Regions from separate parts of the Mus musculus genome. Here regions 1, 2, 4, 5, 6 and 7 are each linked to region 3. The links are chromatin contacts, called in public HiChIP or PLAC-seq, Micro-C and promoter capture Hi-C maps. All regions are on one chromosome and are shown on one strand. Each heading gives the region's core, a stretch centred on a gene start, on an enhancer-like site or on the middle of the called end of the contact. The rest is flanking DNA. Distances are from core to core; before and after follow the strand shown.

What was found. Promoter capture Hi-C pulls out the DNA fragments that hold promoters and counts their contacts. A called contact is a pair of places that touch in the nucleus more often than the background predicts. HiChIP or PLAC-seq counts read pairs in DNA pulled down with a chosen protein or histone mark.
Region 1: a contact with region 3 is called in a promoter capture Hi-C map of embryonic stem cells, with 8 times the contacts expected there. The contact joins the promoter of AU015791 here to the promoter of Bcl11b in region 3. A contact is called at or near these places in 2 of 39 promoter capture datasets (embryonic stem cells and pre-B cells).
Region 2: a contact with region 3 is called in a Micro-C map of palatal mesenchyme, with 6 times the contacts expected there. The contact joins the enhancer-like site here to the promoter of Bcl11b in region 3. A contact is called at or near these places in 10 of 39 promoter capture datasets (the 3T3-L1 cell line, 3T3-L1-derived adipocytes, embryonic stem cells and 7 more), 42 of 484 Hi-C or Micro-C datasets (B cells, the HL-1 cell line, LSK cells and 27 more), 9 of 115 datasets of contacts at active chromatin or transcription factors (SST interneurons, T-cell acute lymphoblastic leukemia, astrocytes and 6 more) and 1 of 9 other capture datasets (embryonic stem cells).
Region 4: a contact with region 3 is called in an H3K4me3 HiChIP or PLAC-seq map of embryonic stem cells, with 7 times the contacts expected there. The contact joins the promoter of Tunar here to the promoter of Bcl11b in region 3. A contact is called at or near these places in 1 of 39 promoter capture datasets (liver) and 1 of 115 datasets of contacts at active chromatin or transcription factors (embryonic stem cells).
Region 5: an H3K27ac HiChIP or PLAC-seq map of embryonic stem cells shows a contact between it and region 3, with 7 times the contacts expected there. The contact joins the enhancer-like site here to the promoter of Bcl11b in region 3. A contact is called at or near these places in 2 of 39 promoter capture datasets (embryonic stem cells and hippocampal neurons) and 3 of 115 datasets of contacts at active chromatin or transcription factors (T-cell acute lymphoblastic leukemia, embryonic forebrain and embryonic stem cells).
Region 6: a contact with region 3 is called in an H3K4me3 HiChIP or PLAC-seq map of embryonic forebrain, with 25 times the contacts expected there. The contact joins the enhancer-like site here to the promoter of Bcl11b in region 3. A contact is called at or near these places in 5 of 39 promoter capture datasets (the 3T3-L1 cell line, embryonic stem cells, hippocampal neurons and 1 more) and 6 of 115 datasets of contacts at active chromatin or transcription factors (SST interneurons, embryonic forebrain, embryonic hindbrain and 3 more).
Region 7: a contact with region 3 is called in an H3K4me3 HiChIP or PLAC-seq map of forebrain, with 42 times the contacts expected there. The contact joins the enhancer-like site here to the promoter of Bcl11b in region 3. A contact is called at or near these places in 2 of 39 promoter capture datasets (embryonic stem cells and hippocampal neurons) and 5 of 115 datasets of contacts at active chromatin or transcription factors (SST interneurons, T-cell acute lymphoblastic leukemia, acute myeloid leukemia and 2 more).

The regions. Positions count from the first base shown.
Region 1 is chr12:105,512,012-105,514,826 of GRCm38.p6, forward strand. AU015791 (expressed sequence AU015791) reads left to right here and starts at 1,422. Exons shown (of 5, transcript NR_102381.1): 1 at 1,422-1,556; 2 at 1,681-1,760; 3 at 2,015-2,120; 4 at 2,294-2,446; 5 at 2,740-2,815. Gm40565 (a long non-coding RNA gene) reads right to left here. Exons shown (of 3, transcript XR_872958.2): 3 at 2,401-2,607.
Region 2 is chr12:105,833,768-105,836,467 of GRCm38.p6, forward strand. Papola (poly (A) polymerase alpha) reads left to right here. Exons shown (of 22, transcript NM_011112.4): 21 at 943-1,017. Among named protein-coding and RNA genes, the nearest start is that of Papola, 50 kb to the left of the region's middle. Within about 2 kb of position 1,389, at least 16 of the 459 cell types and tissues checked have an H3K27ac peak or open chromatin away from gene starts, as enhancers often do. A contact at or near this core is called in liver and palatal mesenchyme, where this site is marked.
Region 3 is chr12:108,002,031-108,004,730 of GRCm38.p6, forward strand. Bcl11b (B cell leukemia/lymphoma 11B) reads right to left here and starts at 1,384. Exons shown (of 4, transcript NM_001079883.1): 1 at 1,056-1,384. The coding sequence starts at 1,113.
Region 4 is chr12:105,335,145-105,337,860 of GRCm38.p6, forward strand. Tunar (Tcl1 upstream neural differentiation associated RNA) reads left to right here and starts at 1,450. Exons shown (of 3, transcript NR_045047.1): 1 at 1,450-1,813; 2 at 2,086-2,415.
Region 5 is chr12:105,732,428-105,735,127 of GRCm38.p6, forward strand. It overlaps Ak7 (adenylate kinase 7), which reads left to right. Exons shown (of 18, transcript NM_030187.1): 6 at 1,006-1,086; 7 at 2,463-2,551. Among named protein-coding and RNA genes, the nearest start is that of Ak7, 28 kb to the left of the region's middle. Within about 2 kb of position 1,419, at least 43 of the 459 cell types and tissues checked have an H3K27ac peak or open chromatin away from gene starts, as enhancers often do. A contact at or near this core is called in embryonic stem cells, where this site is marked.
Region 6 is chr12:105,883,454-105,886,153 of GRCm38.p6, forward strand. No RefSeq gene overlaps it. Among named protein-coding and RNA genes, the nearest start is that of Gm19554, 15 kb to the right of the region's middle. Within about 2 kb of position 1,433, at least 15 of the 459 cell types and tissues checked have an H3K27ac peak or open chromatin away from gene starts, as enhancers often do. A contact at or near this core is called in embryonic forebrain, where this site is marked.
Region 7 is chr12:105,934,315-105,937,014 of GRCm38.p6, forward strand. No RefSeq gene overlaps it. Among named protein-coding and RNA genes, the nearest start is that of Gm32370, 29 kb to the left of the region's middle. Within about 2 kb of position 1,262, at least 21 of the 459 cell types and tissues checked have an H3K27ac peak or open chromatin away from gene starts, as enhancers often do. A contact at or near this core is called in SST interneurons, forebrain and hippocampal neurons, where this site is marked.

The sequences.
Region 1 (2,815 bases), core at 172-2,671, 2.5 Mb before region 3:
CAGGACATATGTGGTGGTCGTGGCAGTTTCACAAGAAAGAGAAGGGGAGACGCCCTCTCTACACATGCTGAACATTCAGGCAACCAGTTCCTGTATTGCAATCCCAGATACAACTGGATCCATGGAAACCCCCTCCTCCACCATATTTAGAAACTTTATCAGACTGTTGCCAAAACAAGTCAACTTGGAGCTGTGACAGATGCGGTGCACCCGGCTACCAAGGAAGCTTTCTTGTTTCTGAGATCTCAGCAAGGGGTAGGCAAAGCAGTCGGGCAGTGCTCACTCAAAGCAGTGACCAGTTGGGTGGTGATTGCCCAGCCTGGAAGTGGGTGTGGCTAAGGTGTGGGCGTGGGAAATGAGGAGCCTGGAAATGTCCACATATACATTGACAAAGGGAGGAAGTGACCACACAGGCCAGAAGGGGCTGCCGCTGGGAGCTCATGTCTGTAACTAAAGCTATACAATGTTGCACCTCCAAACTTGAATGAGTCTTGTGTCTCTCATCCCTAAGTAAATGGAGTGGGTCTTACACTGTCCAATCACAGCGCTCCCCTGAAGGGCTAGGGTACCCTCCACCCGTCTGTGGGAAGAGCCTGACCTTGGGTGGGATATTTGAATCCCAGTACCAGGTAACTGTGGCACTCGGAAATGGAAACTGTGGGCACGCAGGTGCTCAGGGACTCTTGGCTTCTCTCAGTTGCACAGCCACAGTCTTCGTTGTAGATGTGGTGACTGGTTTCAAGGGTGATGGGTTTCTTAGTGTGCCTCTTCTGCAGTTCCATGTGAGCACAGTCTCTGACCCCTGCTACTGGAGATGGCTCACAGAAGCCAAACCTACTCCATCTGGGGACCGGACTCTATCTTTAAAAAAAAGAAAAAAGCCTGAAGGGCTGGAGAGATGGCTTAGTGATTAAGAGCACTGATTGCTCTTCCAAAGGTCCTGAGTTCAAATCCCAGCAACCACATCGTGGCTCACAACCATCCATAATGAGATCTGACACCCTCTTCTGGTGTGTCTAAAGACAGCTAGTGTACTTACATATAATAAATAAATCCTTGGACCAGAGTGAGCAGAGGTCCTGAGTTCAATTTAAAAAAAAAAAAAAAGCCCTAGAAATTGACCTGCAGCTAAACCCAAGCTGTAACCAAGCACAGGAAAGACCCTGTGCTTTGTCCTTGGCCCATACCCCAGAGTTACTCCCTAGCTATTTCCTCGAAAGAGTCAATCAGAGATTAGTCTGATTGTTTCAGATGTACTTACAGACCATTTGTGATTGTTCACGGTTTTGCTTCAGAGCACCCACCTGTTGGCTTACAATAGTCATAAAATTAGACACTTGCTAGGCTGATCTCCTCCCTCTTGCTGGTCATTTCCTATAAAGCCTTGTCCCGCTGAGAGCTCAGGGCTGCACCCTCCTGTTCTGCTGCATCAGAGAGGGTGATATAACCCAAGCTCACACTTGTAACTAAAGACCCTAGTGTGATTGCATCGGAGTCGGCTTCCTGGTGATCTTTTGGGGTTCACGGACACCTTCTGGGACAGCAGCTCCTGTTCGGTTTGGCTTCCCTGTTACTTGGATAAAACCCTGACCAGAAGCAACTTGGGGTTGGGTGTGGGGAGTGGCTGTTTTGTTTTGTTTTGTTTTGTTTTGTTTTGTTTTGTTTTTCTTCATCTTACAGCTCCAAATGGTAGTCATCACTGAAGGAAGCCAAGACAGGAATCTGGAGGCAGGACCTGAAGCAGAGGACCCTCAGCGGAGGTTCCTATCCTGGGTAACAAGTGGACACCAACTAGACAGAATATTCCCCAGCCCTGCTGTGACGGGTAGTCACTGTGGACAAGACTGGTGTCTGGTACCAAGGGAAAGGTGGGGCAGCAGACTAAAGCTGGAGTTCAGGGCAGGCTCGGGGTCTTGGTCACACACCATCATATAAGGAAGAAGCTCAGAGCAGGGTTCTAAGGTGACATGTGACATGTTCAGGTGCTGTGTGCTATGTTCCCTGGGCTTTCCAGGTTACACAGAAAACTTGCTGTTTGAATGCAGATCCTGGGGTTCCACGAAGGCACTGTGCCTTTGGTTATACGTGAGCCTCAGTTTCCTCTTGCCAAGGAGGGTGGGGTGAGTATCAAATAGGCGCTGGGTCCCATGTGTCCCTCAGGTCCAGTGCACAGCGTGGCTGCTGCTTCTCCTTATAGACTGTGAAATGTAAGATACCCCAAGTCCACATATTGTTGGACTTTCTTTCTTCAAGTTGGTGTGGTGTTCTGAGAGCACACATTTCTCTGCAACAGCCACGCCCCAAACTGGAATTCCCAAGGATGCATCACACTGAGCAGGACGGTTCACTCAGCCCCAAGCGTGGTCGCCCATAAAACTTGACACGGACACGGTGCCCCTGGCAGGTTTTATTTATAATCTGCCTGTGATCTGCTTCGGGAATACAAGTGAGTCTGTGTGGAGTGGCTCTCAGGTGTGGGGGTGGATGGAGTGGGCGGGGGTGTCACATAATTGTTGCTGCGTTTGCAGTATTTTCTCCCTATAATCTGGGAAGCTCTGCATGCTGGAATAATCTCGCAGGGAATATTCTGAGAAGGGACCTGTCTTCCTGTAATGAAAAGTTTTGGAATTATTAGTCCTAAGCAGCATCTTTGAGATTATCTGTGACCTTGGCCTCCCGATCAAATAGCAATTGGAAGAGCTCCTTCGACTGTCTCTCAGAGAGGCATTTTCTAATTAGTACTTGGAACCTTCCAGAACCAGAAGCACGCCATTTAAGTCTTCAACGCTCATTCCGTGGTCCTCAGATCCTCAGA
Region 2 (2,700 bases), core at 139-2,638, 2.2 Mb before region 3:
GCCTTTACTTTTGATTTATAACGCACTTTGCAGACCGAGAAAAATAGGTTTATGTTATATAATCTGCATATTGACTGTATTGGAATTTTTTTTAATCACACCTTACTAGTTACTTATTGTCAGCAACTGTTTCCATTAAAAACAATTTGCACCTTCCCACTGCAGCATTGGAGTATTGTAAATATCTGCCATTCAGCTCTGCTTATTTAATACATTTTTAAGAACTTGATACATATTCCAAACAGTCCCTGTGAAAGACTCCACTTCTCCCATTCTTGTTAACCCTGTGCAGTTTGTAGGGAAAGCAGTGATGGTTCCTGTGTTCACAGTTTAGAAATATGCTTTTACCTGTATCTTCCTCTGCTTGTGTGTTTTCTGTATGCGAGTGAAGCTGCTGTGGGGTGACACAGTTGTCGCTCTGTTGTCTGCTCACTAATTGGGGCATTGATTATTGGACAGAGGAGGGCAGTAGATAGAGACCATAAGAAAAGGACAATTTACAGCTGTTTGCTACTTTAATTACTTTAATGTGGGGCAGTTTTTGTGCCTCTGAATAGTTTTTATTTACTAATGTTATGCATTTCCCCCACATAGTTAAGGACATTCTTTGGTTTTATGTTTTGTGAATTATTATCTAGGTAACATTTTCTAAAGTGCCTGTGCATACCTTTAATTAGTACTTGTTAAAACATCCAAGTTAGAGCAATTTGGGAACTGTGAGATACTTTGGTCATGCCCTACAATTTGTATCTGAAATGGAGCAATAGATTATAACAGGGCTGGATGACTTGTGATATAATGTAGGTACATCTTTCTCTACCCTCCTGTTGCTAGTTTGTCTTCTTTATTAGCCACCACACCCATTTATGCTCTTTGATTTTTTTTTTTTTTTTCTTTTTTAAAAAAGTGTCTCTTCCCCTCTCCCCATCCTTTGTTTCCCAGGAACAAGTTGATCTGGAGACAAGTGCGGTTCAATCAGAAACTGTTCCGGCATCGGCTTCTCTGTTGGCCTCTCAGGTACTAAGTGTAAAACAAGCATGGAGAGTTTGCTCAGTGGTTTTGATATTAGAGTGGTATATTGATTTCAAATGAAGGCTCATGCTAGACTATTAAATTTTTGTTTGTGGAAGTAGTTAAAGTCTGTAAGTTTTCTGTAGTTTAAAGTTAAAGGCAGGCAGACTATTGATTTGGAGCCATTGCTCTGAGCTGGTAGGAAGCTCTGTCGAGCTCTGACTTGTGACATACATTGGCCCCTCAAACTGGTGGGGCTGAGACTATCCTGAGCTCTGGTGAGGCGCCGGCAAAGGGAATGGAGGCAGCTGTAGGTCTTCCCTTACACCGCAGATCGTTCAGATCCTCACTGTTGTGTGTGATGACATAAATGTTTATTTATAGGTCAAAGGCTGAGAGTGAAACAAAGAACAAACAGTGTTCCGGACCTGTGTGCAAGGCTCAGAGAGATTTTCATTGTATTTATTCATTCACTATGGTGCTTAGCTTAAGTGCTCCTGAACTGCCTTTGGCTCCCTGATATTTTTAATTTTTAAGATGTGTTTCTTTTTCAGTTTAGTTTTTAGTATTGATTTTATTTAGTTATTCTGTAGACAGTCAATAACTCCTTAGAGTAATTGACTAGCGTTAGTGTTGGCTGGGACAGTTCCATATGCACACAAGCAGTCTTGTCTTGCTAATTCACAAACCTTCACCTTCTTTATTTTTCTTCTTGAATCCTTTTAAACTTAAACCAAAGTGTAGGTCAAACGTTGACCCAAAAATCAGTGTCTCCTCATAGCATGTACTAACTAGATTACCTGAGGCGCTGAGCTAGCTGCCAGCCGTGTACTCACCTGTGGCTTAGAGTCTCAGTGCTTGTGGGAAACACACTCTGCCATACTCTGCCAACACCAGTGTTCTACTCAGTTTCTCAAAGTTGTTTGTCTGTATGCTTTCCCTCAGCCTCAGTAGCCAAGAGGTCATCGAATGAGGAGTGTGCTTGTGTTCCTCCACCACATGTTTCCCACTCTGCTGCACTGATTGATTACGTGCCTGCAGCCATGGCGCCCCAGTGGGGTTGGCTTTGAAAGTGTTTTTTTGAGTAGAGTTTTTTTATTCAGTTGTGAAAGGATTTATAAACCAGTCAGACCACCCCAGTTACGCTGTTTTTAGAGAATGTATCTTGTGTCCTGTGATTGAGGGAGGGCCTTTATTGCGGAGGGTAGTGTCTAAATACAGCAGGGCCACGTATTTGAGGTAATCACAGATAATTGGGAGCAGCTTCAGTTTCGCTTCAGAATAATCCTTGGTTGAAGGCCACAGGAAGGAGTAGATTGGCTTTGACTTAACTGTTGCTGAAGCTGGCTGAGACTAATGTGAGACTAATAAATGCTCTCAACTTCTATGCCTGTGTGGAAACGTCTCATGAAACATTTTATGATTCATCTCTGTATTTTGGAATATTAAAGATGCCTTGTAATAAAATTTGTGATACAATTTTTTTTAATTCCCTAAAAGTTGAGTTAAATTATTGTTCAGTTATATAGTTAATTTTATAATTTAGAGTGTCAGAAAATAACTGCTAAATGCTAGCTGTGTGTCTCAGGTGAATGTAAGTGCTTCCTCCACACGAGGGCACTCCGACACCACTTCTTGTTAGAGCAGTTAGTATGGTAAACTGGGCCCAACAGTAATTAAGTGTTATTT
Region 3 (2,700 bases), core at 134-2,633:
GCAGGCTGCGGCCGGGGCTTCCCAGAGCTCTGCAAGCCGACCTCGCCGGTGGCAGCGCGGGTACCCGGCTGGCTCTGGGAGAACTGTGTACCTGCGCGGCTCGCGCTGGCGTTTTCTTTTCTAAATGAACCCAGCTGGGGCGGTGGAAGCTGCTGAGAGTCTGCCCTGCTGCCTGACTTTGCAAGCCCCTCCACTTGCTTGAAATCCGGCGGATTTGCACCGCGACCTGCCTTGTTTATTTAGATGGGAAGATGAAAGATACAGAGATAGAAAGATGGATAAGAGGATGATAGGTATTTTCTCCCCTTCCTTTTTCTTTCTCTTCATTTTTACTGTTATAAGAGCATCCCTTTTTTTTCCCCACTCATGACTTTTTTGTTAACTCGTGGCGGGGATTTTTTTTTCACCAACCCAAAACCTCCCCCCCACACCTTTTTTTTTTTTTTGAGTTGGGGGGGGAAAGAAGACAAGACCGTCCCAGGAGACGGAGGTGGGGAAATGAGGAGGGGGTGCTCCAGCACAGCAAACAGCTGCGCAGCTGGATTCTTTTGCAAATAGCGAGAGGAGGGGAGGGGACGGCGGCTTCGGAATCCTAGCAGCGGCGCGGTCGGCGCCCAGCCTGGCGGGGCGCAGCGACCGGGAACCCGAAGCCCGCGGCCATCCCTTTCCCCTGCGGGTCCCTGGGTCCAGGGCGCTCTCGGGGCTCCGTCCGCCCGCTCCTCCGAGCGCGGACCCACGCGCTCGCCAACTTTTCCCGGCTCCCCCTCCCCCTCCACTCCTCGGCCCCCTCCCCCTCCTCTCCAAACCCCGCCACCAGCGCCGCCGCCGCCACACACGCCGCTTGGAGGGCCGAGCGTCCGGCCGGGCTCGGCGCGCACAGCCGCCTGCAAGCCCGCGCGCCCCCTCCCCGGCCCGGAGCCCGCGGCGGCTGCCCCCGGCTGCAGAGAAACTTTCCCAGAACCCCACGCTCGGCCGCTGCTCCCGGGTTGGTGTCCCCAGCCCCGGGCGCCCGGAGCCCCAGCCGCCGGCCCTTCGCGCGTGCGGCAGACACTTACGCGTGATGAGTTCCCTCTGGGACAAGTGCTGCGGGTTGCCCTGTTTGCGGCGGGACATTGCCCCGGCATCTATTCTGGCATCGCCCGGAAAGCTGCACAGATGCGGGCCGGGGAGGGGGTCTGAGCCGCCGCCGCCGCCGCGCCTCCTCCTCCGCCCGGGTTGGTGCCTCTGCCCTTCCTCTCTTCCTCTTCCTCCTCCTCTTCTTCTTCTTCGTCTTTATTTTGCTCTTTCTTCTGGGCTGTGTTTTTGTTTTTGTTTTTGCAAAAAGAAAGAAGAAAAAGCCAGGAAGATGGCTTGCTCTAAAATAGAGAAAAGGCTAAAATAAATTATAAAACTGCTGTTGCTCGCCGCTGGCTGGCCGGTTTCTTTAAAAATATATTCTTTTGGAGGAAAAATATCTCTCACACTTCTTCAAAGTGCTTGGCCTCTTAGACTTGTAAATGTCTTCTTGAAGTTACGCCGGGTTTTGCACCGGCCTCTGACACTTTTCTTTCGGGGTCTGGTAGGTGGAACGCGCACTTCCACCCAAGGGGAGGGGGGAGGAAAAAATGCAAACAAATTTCAAAAAAGCCAAAAAAAAAAAAAAGGCAAAGAAAACTTGGGGACTTGTCTCGTACCCCCTCACCCCGCCCCCTCAAAAACCCAAAAGCAATGAAAAGCTGCCTTGGTTCGGCTCTTTCTGGGTTTTCTGCGCGCTGCCTGCTTTTTTTCTTTCTCGGAGGCTGACCCCTCCGAGGCTCTGGGGGACTCCGGGAGCGGCTCCTTCCCGGGTCACCTGGCAGGCTGGCGCCGGCCGGAGGGGCTGCGGGTCCCCGCGTGCGCTCCCCAGCGCTGCCCGGCGCCGCGGGCCCAGGGGGAGCGGGGCTGCGGGGCGGCTCGCCCAGTGCGCCCGGGTCGGTGCGGGCGTGGACGGGAGCTATAGATTGCAACGTGAAGATGGCGGAGTCCGGGTTCTCCGGGAGCTCTCGGTCTCTCTGTGGCTGGGGCTGCCTCTGTACAATGGGATAAAATTCAAGTTCAAGTGCGGACGTGACGTTTAATCTGCTCTAGAGACAAAAAGACCCAGAGAGTCGGAGCACTGGGGGCGACTAGCGGTGGCTTTTTAACATTGTACCCTGTAAGAGAACAAGAAAGCACACACCGAGACACGCGCGCGCGCACTCACACACACTCGCCAGTGCGCACACCCGCAACCCAGGCCGGCCGGCCACACGTGCAAACTACTGTTTTTGTAAGCTGGTCTTATCACCGAGCACCGGTAGCGCAAAAGAGGGTGGGGGGGGATAAATAAAATAAAATCTTGTCCCCACTCACTCTTCCTCCCCCGGGAGCCGGACTCCCTGAGAAAGGGGGCGGAGTGCTGTGTGAGTAACTGAGGTACACTGAGTCCAAGCAAGTCCAAACCCACCCACTCGAGAAAGAGGGCTGGAAACCACGGGCTGGGGGAGACTGAGGCGACAGATAAAATTGTTTTCCTTCACTCTCTAGAAAAGTAGTTACAGTTGGTTTTACTTATTTGGAGAGGGGAGCATTTTGTAGAAACTTCCAAAAAAGTGTCTCCATATAAACCGTTGGGGGTTGGTCGTCTCAAACAACAAAATTAATGATACTGAGGGGCACAGTGGGGGGGGGCACATTTTGTTT
Region 4 (2,716 bases), core at 200-2,699, 2.7 Mb before region 3:
AATGTCAGAACATAACTGTTGCCCCAGGGGCTAGGAATGACAGCCGTTTTCTGTTGAAAAATAAAATGCTGTAGGGAGGAGGGTGCTGGTTTCTATTTGGAAGGGCTAGTAGTGGGTTCAACAATATAGAAGAATAAATGAACAGAGAAAAAGCCCTGTTTTGGGGCCAACTCTGACAACAAAAACCTCAGCGACCCCTCCCCCACCCCCATTCTCAAAGTCCTCCTGGAGGGAGGGGCTCCTCGCTGCAGAGATACTGGCTTAAGAATTGGGATGTGGGTCCTGGGCAGGTGTGATTCTCTGGAAGGTCGGTCTTCTGCCTCCACCTCCTCATAGTCACCCCAGCCAGGACAACAGCAGCCTTGGAGGGAGTGAAGGATGAGGCTGGGTCGGTCCTCAGGGAGGTGGCAGCTGTTCCTGTTCTGGGGCATTAAGGAAGGGGCAGGATCTTGGCAGGTTTGAGGGTCCTTTAGACATGGCAGAGTCCTTGTATCCAGCTGAATCCAAGGGTCTGGGTTCTACCTAGAGGTACCCACTGCATTTGAAAGTTTGCCTCACCGTCTTTGGAGGCTGTGGTCCCTGTCTGCTTTGACGAGGACTCTTTTGTGGGCCTTAGGGGTGCATTTTGGAAAGGTTCTGGAGAACCAAGAGACACCTTACAGAAAACCTAGTTACAGTACACTTTACAGAAAACGCGTGTTCAGATTTAGGTACCCCAGGGGTCAGTTCTTAGCTATGACCTTCGGGGATGACTATTTTGGTTAGGATGTTAAGTTACTTTGAAACGTCCTATAAGCTGTAAAGATTTGGGCATGCCTGGGCCTGAGGCCCAGTCTGGCCTGAGAGGCCGCAAATCCTTAAGGAGGAAGGCACATGGAGGCAGGTCTTTGACCTCCTGAAACTAGACACCTGGTCACTGGTCGGGCATCAAGGGGTGAGGAACAAAGCTGTCACTACCTAGCAGCCATCCTCTGGTTCCCCGAGAGGTAGGAGGAGCTCGGTGAGATAGTCCAGAGCTTCCATGATGAGCACAGCGCAAGAACAAAATGTCCAGGAAGAAGAGAGGCAGGCCAGGAAAGGGGTGGCGCCTCTCTCACCCAGGTTCCTGGGTCTCCAAATACTCCTTGTGGGTGGGGGCGTCTCACACACACCCACACGCCCAAGGCCACATTCACTGGCTCATCTCTGCATTCCTGTGAGCGGCAGGCCTCCATGAGCCACATAGCCGCCACCTGCTGCTGTAACCCCAGCACAGGGGAACCTGCATCACCCTTTTCCCTCCATCCACCCTCACCCAGGAGCCGGTTCCAAATCCTCGGGACCAGGCAGAGGCCACGTCTTCCCCGGCCCACTCCCCAGCAGCGACGTGGAGGTAGAGGGAGGAGCTTTTGCCGGCAACGCCAGCTTCCCCTGCCCCCTCTCCCTCTAGAGCTCCCCTCCTCTCCTCTTTCATTCCCCTCCTTATCCCTCCTCTTCTCTCCCCTTCCCTCCCCGCCCTTCCCCTCTGCCGCAGCCCAGCTCCTAGCGCGTCAGCGTGGGCTTCCCGGAGCGAGTCGCTAGGTAACAGGGCTAGCTCCGCAGACCCGGGCCAGGGAAGCCCGCGCGCGTCGTCAGCATCTGCGCCGAGGGGCGGGGAACGCACTGACACTCCCCTATCGGAGCCTGCAGACCCTTCAGCTGGTTCTCAGTCCCCTCCCTGGATGCCTTAAGGGTGGCTATTGCCACCGCGGAGTTGCCCCTCCCCTGCGGGGACCCCGACGTCGCCGCCCCCTTCTCCTCCCACGCTGGTCCGCACCACTCTCCGCACCGCCAGGTAGGCGACCCTCCGCTGCGGTTGCGGTGGCTGCTGGTAAGCTGCGATCTGGAGCTGAGGCGGGGACTACGCCACTAGCGGGGCGGCTCGGGCCACAGCGGCCGGCGGACCGGCCATGTGCTAAAGTTTCTGGGGCTCGGCTGCCCGGCGGGTGCGCGGCGCGGGGCGCAGAGCGCGGTGGGTGGGGCGCGCGGTGCTGCCCGCCCCCAGCCCCGCGGGGCGCAGCTCAGTGTGCTCTCTCACGCTTTCTTTCTCTCCTTTTCCGGGCGCAGCCACCCTCCGAGATCTTCCCGCCGAGCCCAGGCGTGGGGCATGAGGAGCCCCTGGGTGTCGCCTGCAGACAACCCAGCCTCGCGCACACCTCGCCAGTCGCTGACAGGGACATGAACAGCATGATTGGGTTCCGGTGTCCGGCGGCCAGCCTCAGCCGGAGGCGGCCAGTGGGTCTGCGCTGTTTGGGAGAATGAGGCAGGAACCCACGGCAACCTCTCTCTCCTCCTTCTCCTCGCCTTCCTCTGGCTCCCGCTCCCCGGACCCGGGCCGGGCTGTGGCTCTGCTGCGTGCCCTGCGCGCCCCCCACCTGCCTCCGGATGCTCTTCTCGGTAAGCCAGACCTTTCGCCTCGGGAACAAAGCCCCTTCACAGGATTCCGAGGCTGCCTCCGAGCCCCCTCTCCAATTACTACCCAGTGCCTGGAATCTGTCCCCAAACCCTACCTGGCTTCTGAACAGCCTAGGTGCCTTCAAGACCCGGTGTTTTCCTGGGCTCTCTGGGAAACAGCAGCGGGCTTAACACGCAGGCAGGCAAGAGACCTGTTTGGTCTAGATAAGCATCTATGTGTGCAACCTGGATTCGGACTTAGTCACCAGGGGGAACTGGATGTTTGGTGAGTGTTCAGTCATTG
Region 5 (2,700 bases), core at 169-2,668, 2.3 Mb before region 3:
TTTGCTGAGACACCCAGGCTGGTCTGCCCACTTTATGGGCCCAAGTAATCCTCCAAGCTTAGCCTCCAGAGCAGCTTCATTAGGCACTTACCACTGAGGCCAGCTTGGTCACCACGAAGTGTCACCAAGACCACAATGACTTCATCTCCGGGCAGAATAGAGCATTTATGTCAATTAAAACCCTCGTACTGAGACCTGGTACAGGGTCCGGGGCCATAGCTGAGTTGCTAGATTGCTTGCCCAACATGCACAAAGCCCTCGGTTTGATCCTCAGCCCCACATAAGCTAGGGGTGGTGGCACACAGCTGTGACTCTAGCACTCACCAAGCAGAAGTCATCCTCTGCTACATAATGAGTGCAAGGCTAGCCTGGGCTACGTGAGACCCTGTTTCAAAACAAACCAAGCAAACCCCCACCGGATCCTGAGCTTCACAGTCATGTGAGCCCTGTGATAGGTGACTGAAAGGTGACTGAAGATCCTTCTAGAAGGACCTGTTTTCACAGCTTCCCTTCCCCTCGGGGCCAACGTAGAGTTCACAGGTGTTGTCACAAGGAACAGCTCTGCCTTAATTTAGTTCTTCATTCCCATTAAATGTCAGTGGTGGCTGGGAACATTTCTGTATTTCATGCAGTTTTTTCTTCTCCAATAAGGGACCCTGTCTCAGCCCTAAGCAGTGTCTAACTAAAGAGCCCAGAAAAGACTGCAGAGTCAAGCCGGGCGTGGTGGCACACGCCTTTAATCCCAGCACTCGGGAGGCAGAGGCAGGCGGATTTCTGAGTTCGAGGCCAGCCTGGTCTACAAAGTGAGTTCCAGGACAGCCAGGGCTACACAGAGAAACCCTGTCTCGAAAAACCAAAAAAAAAAAAAAAAAAAAAAAAAAAAAGACTGCAGAGTCTGTAACGGTGTCCGTTTAACTTACTAAGTCTGCTTCAATATAACTAATGTTATATCCTTCCTCTCCCTCGCTCTCTCCACCCCCCCTTCTCTGTATTTTATCCATTTAGGCCAAAAAGTTCGCAACTTATGTAGTCGCCTCAGGACTTCAGTATGGAGCAGAAGGAGGCATCTTACACACGTTTTTTAAGGTCTGGTTTTTTCCAAGGACTAAGTAGACTCTACTTTCTTCATTTTTAATTTCACTTTCAAGTTAGGTTACAAAGTAGCCACTTCCTCACCCCATGTCCCTGCCTTCAACCTCACTCGGGGCCTGAGACTCTGGGGATTCTTTGTTGGCATTTATTTGATTTATTATTATTACTACTACTACTATATACATGTATATTATGTGTATGCTGGGGCCTGCACACGCCTCAGCTCCAATACACGAGTCAGAGGACAGCTTGGTGGAGTCCCTGTTGGAAAGTGTTTACCTGCTGAGCCATCTGTCAGCCCACTGTGTGCATTCTCCAACTGTGTTTTATAAGGCAGGGGGTGCCAGCCTGCAAAGGCAGGACTGAGAGAGACTGAGATCAGCCTAGAAGACAATGGTAAAACTCTGTCTCAGAGAACAAAGAGAAAGGAGGGGGAGGGGGAGGGGAGGTGGGGAGGGGAGGGGAAAGGGAGAAGAGGGAGGGGAGGGGAGGGGAGGTGGGGAGGGGAGGGGAAGGGGAGAGGAGGGAGGGGATGAGAGGGTTGGGTTCAGTCCTCAGTGGGTGATGGTAGGAGAACCAAGTCACACTTGTACTTTGACACATACCGCTACACACACTCGCTCCCTCACATAGTAAGAACTTTAAATTTAAAGAGAAAGTTCATAAACATATCTGGCTGTCTTTTCACAGCTATGCTTTAAGGAAAGGTGAAAATTTAAAAAAAAAAAATGATAAAAAAGAAAGTCGAGGAGGGAGGAGATCAAGCCTGTATCTCTGGTAAGACCAGTCAGCATGAGGAGTCAGTCAGCGTGAGGAGTCAGTCAGCGTGAGGAGTCAGTCAGCATGAGGAGTCAGTCAGCGTGAGGAGTCAGTCAGCGTGAGGAGTCAGTCAGCATGAGGAGTCAGTCAGCGTGAGGAGTCGGCATGAGGTCTGAGCGTGAGGAAGGCATCTAAACCATGGGCACCACTGTGCCACCTGGAGAGTCCACACACAGGAGGACTGAGAACTGGGACCCACAGGATCTGGAGGATACGGGAAATGGGAGGGAGACCCAGGAGGGACAAAGAGAAATGGCAGGCAGTGTTGCCAATGGTGACCAGGAAGAGTCTATCAGAAACAAACAAACAAAACAAAACAAAAAACCCCATAAAAAACGGAGTTGCCTGTAGGGTCAAATACTGCAGATTGTTAAGATGAGATCTAAGCGTTGACAATTAGATTTTTTTTATGGGGCTGACTGTATTAAAGTCTGAGAGAAGGGGACCCAAGAGGGACAACTAGAGGCCAGGCATGCGCGTGCGCGGTGGCGCTTCTGGAGCCCCCTGAGAAACACATGCTGGGGCAAACGCCCCCTGCCCGTCTCTTTCAGATGGCCTGGCTGGGCGAGGTCCCCGCACTACCCGTGTTTGGAGATGGGACCAATTGCATTCCGGCCATTCATGTTGTTGACCTCGCAGGGTAAGAGGCCTCCCTGATGTGTGGCGTGTCCCGGAAGTGTGTCTGATGAAGCATTCATTATCCACCCCATGTCTCCACACTTCTGATCACGAGTGTAGCTTCATCACTTAGAGACCCTGTCAGCCGAGAAACAGCCCTGGGAAAGAAAG
Region 6 (2,700 bases), core at 183-2,682, 2.1 Mb before region 3:
CACCTCATCATCACCTCACTATCACCTCACCAGAGCCTCACCATCACCTCACCATCACCTCACCATCACCCTACCACCTATTGCAGTAGCAGCTTAGGCTGGAGTGCCTGCCTCTGCCGAGTTCCCCGACATCTGATCCAGGACACACACTGTCTGCTGGCCCTTCCTCTCTTGTGCTGTTCCTGTCTGGACCACATGACATAAGTTTTTAGCTGACCTGGTTTCCTTGGGTTTCTAGTGATTTGCCCCAGAGTCAAGAACGTCCCCCTTGTCTCCACAAAGCGCATCCTGGCACTGCCTCCTTCCCCCACTGGCCCCACACCTCGGTGCTGTACACTTGACCTTGAAGCTTTCAGCCTGGCTGACACTCCAGGCAGGAGGTCACTGGAGTCACAATCCCAGTTAGATGTGACCTCTTGGACACATCAGGTGAGGATGGGTGGAGGGAGGGATGCCTCGAGGAGGGCTGGCACGGTCCCTGGGTGGGTGGCCACCGAGTGTATGGCAGTCATCTTAGGCCCCCATGCTCAGGATCTGCAGACTGCTCCTGCATTCCATCAGTGCTGAACGCTTGGCTTCATTCTCGTCAGGGTTGGCTTGGTCCCCTGGGGCCAGCACCATCCCTACCTGGCTGTTTCACTGTGGCCCAGTTCTTGCTGTTTGCCTGGGAGAGCCTGAGGTCTGGAAGTAGTGAGTGTGCATTGCGGGGTGGGTGGGGGACTGGGGGAGGAAGGATAGCAGATCTTGGGTTGGAATTTATGAGATTCTGGGACCCCAGCTGTTACCATGGCCGGCTGTCGCTAGCTCCTGCAATGCTTAGGCCTCAGTTTCCCTCCTGTAGCCACAGGTTGGGTAGGCACATTCCTCATCTAATGGCTCAGTCTGGAAGTCGCAGAAAATCCCAGCTACTTCAGGAGGGATGCTGATGCTACCTGCCTCCGGGTCTGTTAGAACCTCTCTTCACAGGCTGGCGGCTTTTATGGTCGCCTCCTCACAGCACCCAATTTATTTTTAAGGAAATAATAACAACAGCAATTAGCTATTCCTTTGAATGGTTCCAGTAACGATATAATTTAAAAGGACCAACAGGCTGGAACTGCCCCCGCTCTACCTTGGGGGCAGCTTTGGGAAGGGACACAGCCCTGTGGGCTGGGGATTTATGGCTGCTCATGGTTGTCATGGAGGTTGAAGGCTAGCTCCACTTTCTGGGACTCTGAGCCCCGGGGTGGCCAGGAAGGTTCAAACATACACACTCCAAAGGAATTAAAACAAAATTGACAGACAAGCAAACAGATCAAACAAGACACTTCAAAGAGAAGGCGAGCCACGAGGAAGAAGCCCAGTAGCCTCCCAGTCCCCAAATACTGGGAAACAAAGGCTGCCTGCGCATGCCCAGGGCTTGGCCGCCACCGGATCCTTGCCCAGAGCACTGGGAACCCGTCTGCAGGGACGATGTGACCAGTTACTGCCCTCTCCGTGCCCAAGCACTCAGAGGGGCTAATTAGTGCTTTTACTATGCAAATCAGAGCCCGGGCAGATTAAATCTAGAGGAAAAAAAAAAAAACAGCTGGTGAATATGTTATTTTAATTACAACTCCAAAGGAGATACGGGTCTGGTTGAAGAGGATAGCGGGCTGGTGGATGTGAGGCCCGGGGCGGGCGAGCGGGAGAAACTCCCGCTCAGTAAGGACTTAGGCTAGAGCGGAGAGGATCTGGCAAGGATCAAGCCTATATCCTAGGTAAGCTCGCACTGGTCCTACAGGAGACTGCCCAGTCTCATCACTGATGACATCCACAAGTCATCAGAACCTCGGTGTTAGCATTCTGGCTAAACTGCACCCCCACAGTTACCTGGCAACAGCCAGGTAGGCCTGATCCACTATAAAAGGGGCTGCTTGCCCCTTCTTCTCTCTCTTGTTCCTTTCTTGTTCTCTTGGGCTCTTGCCTTCTTGTTCTTTCCTTCTTGATCCCGCTCTGTCCCCTCGCCCCTCTTCCCCATTCCTCCCCGCCCCCCACGTGCTTATGGCGGGCCTCTACTCCTCTACTTCTCTCTCTCTCTCTCTCTCTCTCTCTCTCTCTCTCTCTCTCTCTCTCTCTCTCTCTCTCTCTCTCTCTCTCTCTCTCTGCTTTTCTCTGCCTCTACTACTCTCTTAACTCCCCTCCCATGCCCTGAATAAACTCTATTCTGTACTGTACCGTTGTCATGTGACTGGTCCCTCAAGGGGAAGGGATACCTTGGCATGGGCCTGCTGAGACATCCCCTTCCCCCATACCACACACACACACACACACACACACACACACACACACACACACACACAGAACATATTCTTTCTCTCATCTTTTTATAAACACATCACTTGGAAAGGACAATCTCATTCATTAATTCATCCATTTGCTCATTCATTCCCCCCCCCCCCCGCCCCCATGGATATTTCCTGGCTGTCTATCATGTAACAGGCTCCGAGGTGATGAGAATACTAAACAGCAAGGCCCTGGCTAAAGGGACTTGCTTTATGTGGAGAAGGTGTTCAGGCAACAAGTGATACAAATTAATCAAAAAATTGCAGAGGAGCAGAGGGTCTGGGCAAGGCAGTCGTGGGGGTGGGGGTGGGGGAGTTGCACAAGCCAGAAGGCCCTGACCTGGGAGACAAGGGGACTTTGCAGTGATGTGACATTTGAGCTGAGACCCAAAGGATA
Region 7 (2,700 bases), core at 12-2,511, 2.1 Mb before region 3:
AGAGGGCCAGAGCAGAACAGGGGCGGGTCTGTCTGTGTTCAGGCTGGCCATGGTTGCTGACTTTAACTAACCAAGCCTTTGTCCCTTGTTTGGGATGCATCTCCCTCGAAAGTGAGCACCCAGATCTGTGTGCCTGCACCCTGGGTCTCCACAAACACCTAACACAACCACACAGTCTCCCGAAGCAACTTGGCCCATGATCCTTGGTACTGGCTGCTGTTGTGTGTCAACTTGACACACGCTGGAGTTATCACAGAGAAAGGAGCCTCCCTTGAGGAAATGCCTCTATGAGATCCAGCTATAAGGCATTTTCTCAATTAGTGATCAAGGGTGAGAAGGGCCATTGTGGGTGGTGTCATCCCTGGGCTGGTAGTCCTGGGTTCTATAAGAAAGCAAGCTGAGCAAGCCAGGGGAAGCAAGCCAGTAAGAAACATCCCTCTATGGCCTCTGCATCAGCTCCTGCCTCCAAGTTCCTGCCCTATGTGAGTTTCTGCCCTGACTTCCTTTGGTGAGGAACAGCAATGTGGAAGTGTAAGCTGAATAAACCCTTTCCTCCCCAACTTGCTTCTTGGTCATGATGTTTGTGCAGGAATAGAAACCCTAACTAAGACAACCTTCCTGCTCCAAACCCCTCCCAGCCTCTCTTGTTCTTCCCTTGGCTCCTATGAGAACCCCTGAGCCCATGTCACCCATGATCTGCTGGAGGTGACAGAATATTTGGGTCAAATCCCAGCCCCAACATTCACTGACAGGTGCCTGGTGGTCCCTCTTGCCATACCCCTTTCCCTCACCTCTGTGGAGGAAAGGAAAATGGCTGCTTTGGTTGAAAGAGAGCACAGTAGGTCAGATGTCAGCTCCATACAGGTTGTCACTCCCTATCTGTCCCTTCTTACAACTGGGACTACCTAGTGGAGAAAGTGGACCACATCATCACAACATCAGCCACAGCCCGATGAGCAATTGGGGACCCTGGAGAACAACCCGGGCGAAGATGGAAATCCCTGTTCAGATGCCAAGAGAGGAGACAGAGAGAGAGAGCCCTTTGCATTTTAGAGAAGACTAGAAGAGAAGCCACCTCCCTTCAGCCAAGAGGAAAACCAACCCAGCGCCTCTCAGTTTACCCGAAACCTTTCCCTATTTTCAGTTTCGATTGGATGTGTCAGAAGCTGACATTTTTGCAAGCACCGAGAACCCGGCGTCACTTTGAAAACTTGCAAGTGGAGAGGCATCACGAGGTAGCCAAGACTCGCTCTGCGCGCAGATGGCCATGATTAGGTGCCAGTTCGCCAGTTCGCAGAGAAGCTTGGAATCTGCAGAGGCGGAGGGCAGCTGGCTGCGAGGCTGCAGGCAGTCGTGGGGGGGGGGGGGGGGGGGGATGAACTGTACGGCGGGAGGACACGCCCCCCGGCCCAGGCCACACCCCTCGGGGGCGCAGGTGACTGGCCACGGAAGAGAAGCAACCTGAGCCTGGGAAGCATCTCATCTGTCCTTGGCTCCTGAAGGGGCTGTGGTTTTGTGTGGTCCCAGCCCGTTCTTGCCAACCGCCTAGCTGTGTATCTAGGACAAGCATCACATCTCTGGTCCGTTTTCTCATTGGGAGACAAAGAAAGAAGTATGGGCCCAAGGAAGCAAGAACCCTACCTCTTAGGGTTTCTCCGTGGAGCAAGGTGATCTTATCGGAAGAAGCCCTTAAAAAGACAAAGAGTTGTTCCTGAATTCCCTGCATTCCGTGGTGCAGAAGCACCCGGAGAGAACAAGGACTTGTCCCAATTGACGACAGAACAGAGTAAACCTCTGTTCAACTATCCTGGGGGTGAACTCATCTGAGACCTGGAGCTCAAAGATCAGCACAGACCAGCTCCTTAAATACGGGTGGGGGCTGGGACCCGACATGGCCAGGCTCAGAGAGAAGAAGGTATGATTCCATGTGGCCTAAACAGAGCGGGTGTCAGGGCAGAAGGTATGCTCAGTCTAAATGGGCTTATAGCAGGAGGCGGGAGAGGACCCCAGACTGGAAAGGGGTGGCAGGAGACCCTTCAACACTGAGAGAATGTGAGGGCAGATAGTACTGTTGGTCTGCGATGCTGTGTATCTCCTGCTGGGATACAGGTGTCTTTCTGTTTGCAACCGGGAGGCCTGAGTGTAGAGGGGTGTGCTATTCCTATGTAGGTTTTTCTAAGGCAACCTGACCCCTGAAGGGGGCCTACCTCTCCTCAGATGTGAAATAATGAAAGACTCAGTCGCCCCTGCTACTCCCGATCTTGTGTCTTCAGGCAAGTCACCTGCCCTCTCTGTGCCTTCTGAGACAGTTACTTCACACTGCTGCTTCTTGTGTTGGGTGAACATCAGTGAAAGGGGAGGTGACACCCCAAGGGTGGCCCCTACAACAGAGGAAACACCTAGATCATTTTTATCTGATCTGAACTCCGTGATTACTCCTGCCCTCAATGAAAGCAAACATCACACTGAGCCTCGAGAAAAGAGGACTGTTGGCCAATCAGAAGTTCAGGAGAAGCTCTGACTTTGTATAATGGCATGGAAAGACTCAAGGTGAGAATTGGGGTGGGGGTGGGGGGTTCAAAGAAGCATGGAGTTAGAGAGGCACCAACCAGCCCCTCACCGATAGCATTAATCAGTAACAGTCATGACCAGATGTGTCAGCGGTTGCTAGGGGTTGGACATCCAAGCGTTGCCACAGTG